Regions from separate parts of the Mus musculus genome. Here all the other regions are linked to region 1. Evidence: chromatin contacts called from public HiChIP or PLAC-seq data. All regions are on one chromosome and are shown on one strand. Each heading gives the region's core, a stretch centred on a gene start, on an enhancer-like site or on the middle of the called end of the contact. The rest is flanking DNA. Distances are from core to core; before and after follow the strand shown.

Region 1 (2,904 bases), core at 150-2,649:
CTCCTCTCCTCCCAGACCCCTCTGCAGCTCCTCCCCCCATTTCTCCTCCTCCTCCCCTCCGAGAAGGGGGTGTCCCCCCATTACAGTTTTTTTATTTTATATGTATGGGTGTTTTGCATGCATGCATGTCTGTACCACATGCGTGCTTGGTGCTGGCAGAGGCCACAAGAGGGTGTCGGGTCCTCTGGAACTGAAGTTACGGATGGTTGTGAGTCACCATGTGGGTGCTGGGAATTGAACCCAGGTCCTTTGGAAAAGCAGCCAGTACTCAACCACAGAGCCTTCTCTCCAGCCCCATATGTAAGTGTTTTGAGGGGGGTTCATTCCAATAATGAGGCTTGCAAGTATTTTTCCTTAACAACTTCGTGGGGGGGCATGGGTGACTTGTCCCCCTGCTCCCTCGTGTCCCTGTGTCCACTATTTCTCAGGCTGTTTCTCTGGAATGAAGCCCCTATAACCTTTCATTCCAGTCACTGTGGTAGGATAAAATGCAGCATTACGCATTGATTTGGATGTACTAGGAAATGTACTATAAACAGGTGTAAACACTCTGAAGTTCCTGTAGGTGGACCAGTTTAGTGCTGAGGTTGGAAGGTGTGCACATAGCTATGGTCCCTTGATACCCTGGCCCTGGGGTGTGCACATAGCTATGGTCCCTCTGTGCATAGCCCATACAACACAGAGTTTTATGCCATATGGGCTTATGGGCAGTGCCCCATACAACACAGAGTTTTATGCCATATGGGCTTATGGGCAGTGCTTCCATATGTTTTTTGAAGTAGTGTATATTTGCTGCCACAACTGAGAGTCAATAGCTTTGATCAAATACTGGACATGTATATTCAACCCTTTTTAATTTCAGAATTATTTATCTTTTTTTTTTTTTTTTCCTTTTGTGCCTACAGTGAGGCCAGGTTCCAGAGACTGTCCTCTTCCTCCTCAGGGCAACAAGACTTTGAAAACGAGCTGGTTGGTATCCAATGGATGGTGGTTTTGTGACGCGAAGGGCCGAGGGTGCAGCTTGGTAGCAATGATTGATTGAGGTCTAGGCGGTTGCACTCCTGGTTTAGTGACTAACAGCACTGTGATCTGTGAGAGGTCAGCTCTGGGGAAAGCTCCCCTCCATATGAATGGAAACATGAGGACTTGGAAGTGTCTAGAAGGAGACAGTGGTTAAATGATCCCTCCCTGCAAGGCTCCATTGACTTTCCAGGCAGAACAGGCTGTGGATCTCCTGGGCTTTGGCAGCAACTTGTCTCTTACTGTTATGGTTCTTGTACAAGAGTTAATTATTGACGTGTCTGCTAGATTTTGAGCCAAATGTGGGCAGGGATCCTGCCTCATATAGCCTTGTCCCCAGCACTAGATATCTGGTAGGTACTTAGTCAGCTGTTGACTGAGTGATGAGCAAATATTTGTCTTTCCCAACTGGTAACAGGCTAGCTTTATGGAGCAGTAGGACCTGAGAGGTCATGGAACCTACACACATTTCTTTCCCTCCCTAAGGCCTATGCTGGGTGCTTTCTAATGCATTAGACTGGTTCCTGTTGTGTCTTTTTTTTAAAACCCCACCTGCCACGGGGTTGTGCCTTGCAAAGAATAAGAGTTAGGGGGGGTCAACTCACCAAATGTGTGAAGGAAAATCCTGTTCTACACAGATCCAAGAGGAATGGTGATTTGATCTCAAAGATGTGATTGTATCTGCCTCCCAAAGACATGGGTGCTGGATGCTAATACCTGTTCTCTGTCTCCAGGGATGCTGTCCTTGGCTGACGGCCATCTTCCGCCTGCAGTGAGTAAGATGGGGGTGTCTGTTGGAGCATGTGGCTTCGTGTGAGGGCTTTGCCATTCAGGAGGAAGTAGCTGAGATGTTAGATTCTGAAGTGGTATCTCTCATACTTTTCCGGTTGAGGACCTAAACGGTGTATAAGGTCTAGAACAAAGATGACTGGGAAGTCTCTGTAGTCAGGGCCCAGGGAAAGAAGGAGGCCTTCTGCGTATACAGTCCTACGGGGGCTCAGACATCCCCAAACTGCAGTTGGATTTCAAAGGTTCTTGAATCTAGTGATAAACATTTGAATCCAATCAAGGTGGCTGTCCGAGTATGGGATTGAACCCAGGGCTTCCTGCATAGGAGGTACAGTAGGCTAGATCCCCAGGCCTTAGTTAAACGAATTTAATTTCCCCACTTACTCGTTCTGATGCATATAAACCCGTCTAGCAGAGTTCCTATCCCTATCTAACCAATGTGACATATCAAATAGAACAATTCCTGTCTAAAGCAAAACAAAACAAACGCCCCTCCAAAACAAAACAACAAAACTCTAATTAGATTATATAATATTATAAAAGAAAAGGCCATTGTAGAGTTAGTGAAATGGGCTTGGGGATTCTCAGTTCCTCTCTCAGGGCCTCAGTTTCTCCACCTGATTTGTGTGGGAGTTTGGTGGGAGTTGTCCCCGAGATTGCTGGTGGGAGGCAGGGTCACACGGAGAAGCCAGGGAACTTCCTGAAGCCGAGGAAGCAGGTGGGCGTGAGCCTGGCTTGCTTGGAAGTGGAAAGATGTTAGCCTCACAGTGCATCCTGAAATGAATCACTGAGCAAGCATGATGCTCGCTGCCTTGTCCGTGAGCACCCTTGGGAGTCGGATGTGCTTTAACTCATTGCATCCCGGAGCTCTGCTGGCTGTTTGAGGTGGGAAGTGGACAGTCAGTTCTGAACCTATTGGGGTACTGTGTGACACACCAGTGCTGGGCACACCAGGGCTGGGCTGTGCAAATTCACTTTTGTTTTCATGCTTCTCTGCTTGCTTTTCTGCCTTTACCACATAGGGCTTCCCTGGTCACTGGCTTTACTACACAAGGCTTACCTGGTCTCTGGAGCAGGAGCCTTGGAACCCCTCTG
Region 2 (2,700 bases), core at 113-2,612, 380 kb after region 1:
ATATATACACAGACACACATACACATGCATACACACACATGCACACACATATACACAAACACACACATTCATATATACATACACACATACAGATACATGCACATACACTCACATACACACATACACACGCATACACACACATACATACACAAACACATATACATACACACTTTTCCCTCCTTAATATAGCTACCAACTTGTTTTTAAGGCATCTCTAGTTTGCCTTCTCTTGATGTCACATGGCTGTGTGACCTCAGCTGATGTGTTTCTGGGGTTCACAAGTGTTCAAGGTGATAGAGCTTAAGAACACACATGACATATCTCATGACATATCTCAATGACCTGGAGCATTGATGGACTCTATAAGCAGATTATAGAACATTAAAACATATTTCTTTAAAGCTTACATTCCAAAGAAATTACTCAAATCACATGAGTCCATCTAAGCATTCTTTATATCCTGATATATTTATCTTGATATGTATCATATATCAAACCACTGATATCGATGGTTGCTGGGATAAAACAAGGTGAACAGAAGCAACTTATGGAACAAAGAGTTTATTTTGGCTCATGCCTCCTGATAAGAGTCCATTGTGATGAGGAAGCTTGGTATGGATGCAAGATTACCAACCATCGGGTGTGGCCTCAGGAGGCTGAGAGCTCACATCCTCAACGGTAAGCATGAGGTAGAGAGAGTGGACTGGAAGTGTCTGATGCTTTTCATCTCAGAGGCTGCTCCCACTGACAGTACTTCCTCCAGAAGGGCTGTGCCACCTGAACACTCCCAAACAGCACCACAGCTGGGGACATTTCTCATTCAAATCACCATCCCATCCCAGATGGTAACTCAGAGGCTGGGAAACATTTCTAGCAGTGAACAGTCACAACTGGTCAGAGAAGGCTTTCTGGAGGCAGGGTATGAAGCAGGATTTGAATTTTAGAAAATTTTGAGCATATGTCAGAGAGGAATACGTGTTTGAAGAGGTTCCAGGGGAGGGGATGCATCAAGCCAGGCTGGCGGGTGACCAGGAGAGTCCACTGGAGGACTAGAGAGGGTCAACCATATAGTCAGCCAGGAATGTGATACTTTGACAGAGGATGAGCTTAGAGACCGGGTTGTTTGGTTCAGTGATTCCTAACCAGAGCATTTTAAAGCTACCCTGGCTGGGACTCGACCCCAGAGATTCTTGTTCAAGAGGGCTGGTGTGGAGTTGAAGGGATCTATTCTTGGGAAAAGCTCTTCAGCTAATTCCATGGCATTCAGTGGCAAACCCCCGTGAAATGGGGGTGGATTGCAATAGCTCACTTTCAAAGGAAGGAAGCTGGGATAAGAAGGGTTAAAGCAAGAGAGAGACTGTGTGAAGCAAGAACAAACAGGAAGTGAGTCAATGGGGGACCACGCTCTACTCCAGTGTGTCCCTCAGATTAGCACAGGCTGGTTGGTGTCCAACTTGTTCACAGCTGTGTCTGCCTCACTTATAACTCCACCCCAGGAAGTAATTACACTCACTACATGGTTCTTTGAGAAATTCATAATAGTTTTTTAAAAAGAGACATTTTCAGCACATCATTATTGCTGGTGTTACTTTTATTTGTAATGCTATAAAAGCAATTATAATTTCTCCTCTGTATTTCTATTCAGTTATTCCCTTTAAGAGTTATAACATACAGAGAAAAGACATTAGGAAAAAAATCTTCAAGTTTCTGTTGGATGGAGATAGACAATGCCCATAAACAACACAGCTCTAACTTGTCCTTGAATATCTTTAGAGTAATGGGAGACTCAGAGATATTATTATGCTCGATCATATTTAAGCCAGCTAGGTACTTCTTAAGTGCATTTAAATCTTGTTTAGAAACTAGAAAAAAAAAATAACTGGTTCCACCACAGATCCTTTCTGTCAGAGCACAATGTTTCATTAAAAGGCAGAGAAAAGAGCTGATGTAAAATCTTCCCTTTTTGGGATGCTGATTCTTTTTGTCATAGAACAAAGACTGACTGCTAGAAATATTTACATATGCAGCCCTCAGGATCGAAAAACTTGAATTTGATCAACAGACACATCTACCACTTGCTATATTTTAATTTCACCCCCCATGACTCAGCATTTCTAACTTGTCTTTGAGAAATTGAAAACAAAGTTTTCTTCTTTGTGAAGTGCTTTGTTTCTTTGGAATTAGTCCTAGTGTGTGGCATGTTTTCGCTGCCTTTCTATTGCTGGGAAGAGGCACCACGACCAAGACAAGTTTTAAAACAAAGTGTTCAATTGGACTCTTTGCTTACAGATTCAGAGTGTTAGAGTCTGTGATCATCATGGCACGGTGTGTGGCAGCAGGCTGGCAGGCATGGTGCTAGAGAAGTATCTGAGAGATTACAGCTGGTCCACAAGGTGGTGTGTGTGGGTGTGTGTGTGTATGTGCACGAGCATGTCTGTGTTACTGAGAGTGGCTTGAGCTTTTGAAGCCTCAAAGTCCACCCCCAGTGACACACTTCCTCTAACAAGGCCACACCTACTCTACTAATTCTTCCCAAACAGTTCCACCCACAGCTGGGGACCAAGCATTTGAATATATGAGCCTTTGGGAACTATTTTTATTCAAACCACCACATGACATAATTATAAGTGACTGTGTGGTATACCCCCCATACCCCCCCCACACTCCCCAGTGTAAGACCATGGACGTCTCAGAAATGCC
Region 3 (2,929 bases), core at 207-2,706, 440 kb after region 1:
AAGAGTCGCAAATCAGCCAGGCTGGACACGGGCCAGAGTCCTGCTCCCTTGGCATCTCTCCTAGACGTGCAGGGCTCTGAGCTATCTTTGTCTGCTGGTGACTGAACAGCTATCAGAGGCACAGCACACAGCCCCAGAACTAGCTGCATCTGCTAGTCTGGCCCAGACAGGGGTTGAAGATGCCAGCGTGTTCTGTGTTCAGGTTATGTTCTCCATGTCGGTCCAGGGACAGGGCAGCCGAGGTCTCCCTTGCTGGTTTGTCTGCTGATCGTAGTCCCCAGCTGTGACAGGGTGAATGAACCCTGCAGTCTCTCTCACCTACCTGCTTTCTTTCCAGTTGTTACCTGTGTCTTCTCCATAGTGACAGCTTTCACTAGACTTAGATTGTCAAGCTGATGACTTTGCCTTAGACCAGGGATGAAGACTCATAGTCAGGAGTATGGGAAAAATATCTCAGGGACAGCAACCAGTTAAGAAAGTGGCATCATTACCTACTGAGCACTGGCCCTGGGACTCTTTGTCTCTTTGCTTTATATATGTTCCTTCTTCTCCTTTTTCTTCTTCTTCTTTCCTTCCTTTTTCCTTCTTCCTCCCTCTCCTCCTCTTCTCTCTCTCCCCTCTTCTCTTCCTCCTCTTCTTTTCTCTCCCTCTCCTCCTCTTTCCCTCCCCTTCCAGCCATCTCTGTATGTTTTCATGTGTATATGTGTGCATGTGTGAGTGGTCACGGGTACACATGGACACATTTTAAGTGGTCCTCACGCTCACATGGAAAGCCCTTCAGTATGGCGAGCACATTTCTGAGCTGGCCATCTCTCTAGTCCCCATCATTTCTTTTGCTCCTTGCAGTGGCTCTGAGATAGGAACTATAATTGTCCTTTCTTTATATTTGAAGTGATGGAGGTATTATTGTTCTTTTTTTTTATTATTTGAGGTAACTGAGGTTTGGAAAGGTTAATAAAACTTGCCTGCAGTCACACAAATCAGTGAGACAGATATTGAATCCCAGCAGGGTCCCTGTGACTCACACAGAGCCCGAGCTCCCTGTGGAGTTGCCCCTCAGTGTGGACACAGAGGGAGTCCGTGCTCAAATCTAGCAGAATTCTCATTTCTGTACTCTGTACTGTGGGCTAGGCCTCTTCTCCACACTCCCTGCAGCCCGCTGAGGCAGGAACATTAGTCTTCTTATTTTATAAACAAAAAGGTCACAGTCTGGGGAGGTAAAAGGTACATTCAAGGTCAGGGAGCTAGTGATGGGTAGGTAGGTACCTATAAAGATGGAAGATACAGGGACTAGGGGTAGCTCTGCTTGTAACATGAGGGGCATATGGGAGGTGTCTGAGAGAATGGTAGATGAGGGACCACAGTGATTGTGGCTGAGTCAGCCTTCTTTAGCTGTGCTCAAGTGTCTGGCGTGATTGGCTTAAAGGAGGGGAACTTCTGACTCACAGTTTGTAAGTTTTAGTTATCGGTCAGTTCCTCTCCTGTTTTGGGACCTGCGATGAGGTCATTGTGGGGAGGCTGTGCTGGAGCACAGCTGCTTGCCTAGAGGAAAAGAGAGAAAGAAGAGAGATAGGGCAGGTGGTGGGGGGATGATGGAATATGAAGGGCTGAAATCCCACCAATATGCCCTTCAAGGCCATGTCCTAATGACGTAACTTCCTCCCACGAGGCCACACCTCCTAATGATGTAACTTCCTCCCACTAGGCCACACCTCCTCAAGCTTCTACCACATAGCACCACAGGCTGGTGACAAAGCCTTTAACATATAGGCCTTTGGGGACATTTAAGATGTATATTATTATGGCAGTATAAAGAGATCAGAGGATCATGGGACTGAATGTGGTGTATTGGTGGTCGGGGGTCAGATATACAGGAGCAGCAGACAGAAGGGTGGGTTCCATTTTATCCCTAATCATTGGCCCACTCTGCCTAGTCTAAGTGGCTCTGCCCCTTTAGACTCTGCTATGGAATTGGCCTGGTCCCATCTTGTTGGCAGGCCATAGCACAGGGATCCCTGCTCAAGATAAGAGCAGCCGCTGCCCTGTGACAGTAACAAGCTGTCCTGTGTGTGCTGTCGGGGAGATGCATCTGCTGACCCTGCTTCTCCAAAGGGCCCCACTAGATGAGACTGGTGGAGTCAGGACATGACTGAGATCTCTGTGTTGGCTTTAAAGTGCTTTCCTTGGTCTCATTAGCTCCTGGGCACATTGTTTGGGTATCCTTAGATGACAGAGGGCTGGTGCCAAGCCTGCTGGGTCACGGCCCATGTTGGTATTGATGGGTGTACTATGAAGTGTTCTTTATTCCGTCTCATAAGGGAAAGTGAATCTCATTAGCAAAGGCCGAAGACAACTAAGGAAGAGGGTGAGTGCTGGACTCCAGATCTGACCCTTTGCTGGCTGGCTCTGGGCATTACAGAGCACAGACTATCCAGTGACAACGTTATGAGTGATAGCTACTTTTTGATTATGCTTCATGGTCCTCGATGGCTGAGCAAGGACTGGGATAAATGCTTGGTACTTCATAGAGCCCCAAAACAACTGTCTGAGTCTAGAACCAGTGCTCCATCCTTCCCAGGAGCACATGAGACATTTTCCTGAGCAGCTTAGAATCAGCAAGGGAAGAGACTTAGGTAGTACTCAAGCTGCACTCATTGGTTGGGCGCTCTGTATCCCAGCCAATCAAAACGCTTCCGTAGCCTGCTTGCCTTCCAAATGTTGGCACTCCCTGCTCTAACAGGACCCCAAAGCTTGGGATTTTTCTGAAGGCATTGCTTCTATTGGAACAAGACATGGAGAGGAAGTGAGATGGTGTGTTCTGTGTCTTTCATGCACAGGTTTGGGGACTTATAGGAGGAAGCTACTTTTCTGGGGGGAGTGTTTGTTTGGGGTCAGAAATGGTCTGACCCACGTTCTCAGGTGGTGCTCA

Evidence for each region. HiChIP or PLAC-seq counts read pairs in DNA pulled down with a chosen protein or histone mark.
Region 2: a contact with region 1 is called in a FOXA1 HiChIP or PLAC-seq map of pancreatic cancer cells. The contact joins two enhancer-like sites.
Region 3: a contact with region 1 is called in a FOXA1 HiChIP or PLAC-seq map of pancreatic cancer cells. The contact joins two enhancer-like sites. A contact is called at or near these places in 1 of 115 datasets of contacts at active chromatin or transcription factors (pancreatic cancer cells) and 1 of 9 other capture datasets (pancreatic islet).

Annotation. Positions count from the first base shown.
Region 1 is chr1:180,951,227-180,954,130 of GRCm38.p6, forward strand. It overlaps Tmem63a (transmembrane protein 63a), which reads left to right. Exons shown (of 23, transcript NM_144794.2): 4 at 906-969; 5 at 1,755-1,792. Among named protein-coding and RNA genes, the nearest start is that of Tmem63a, 10 kb to the left of the region's middle. Within about 2 kb of position 1,400, at least 43 of the 459 cell types and tissues checked have an H3K27ac peak or open chromatin away from gene starts, as enhancers often do. A contact at or near this core is called in pancreatic cancer cells, where this site is marked.
Region 2 is chr1:181,331,404-181,334,103 of GRCm38.p6, forward strand. No RefSeq gene overlaps it. Among named protein-coding and RNA genes, the nearest start is that of Cnih3, 20 kb to the right of the region's middle. Within about 2 kb of position 1,363, at least 41 of the 459 cell types and tissues checked have an H3K27ac peak or open chromatin away from gene starts, as enhancers often do. A contact at or near this core is called in pancreatic cancer cells, where this site is marked.
Region 3 is chr1:181,393,950-181,396,878 of GRCm38.p6, forward strand. All of the region lies in intron 1 of Cnih3 (cornichon family AMPA receptor auxiliary protein 3), which reads left to right. Among named protein-coding and RNA genes, the nearest start is that of Cnih3, 43 kb to the left of the region's middle. Within about 2 kb of position 1,457, at least 91 of the 459 cell types and tissues checked have an H3K27ac peak or open chromatin away from gene starts, as enhancers often do. A contact at or near this core is called in pancreatic cancer cells, where this site is marked.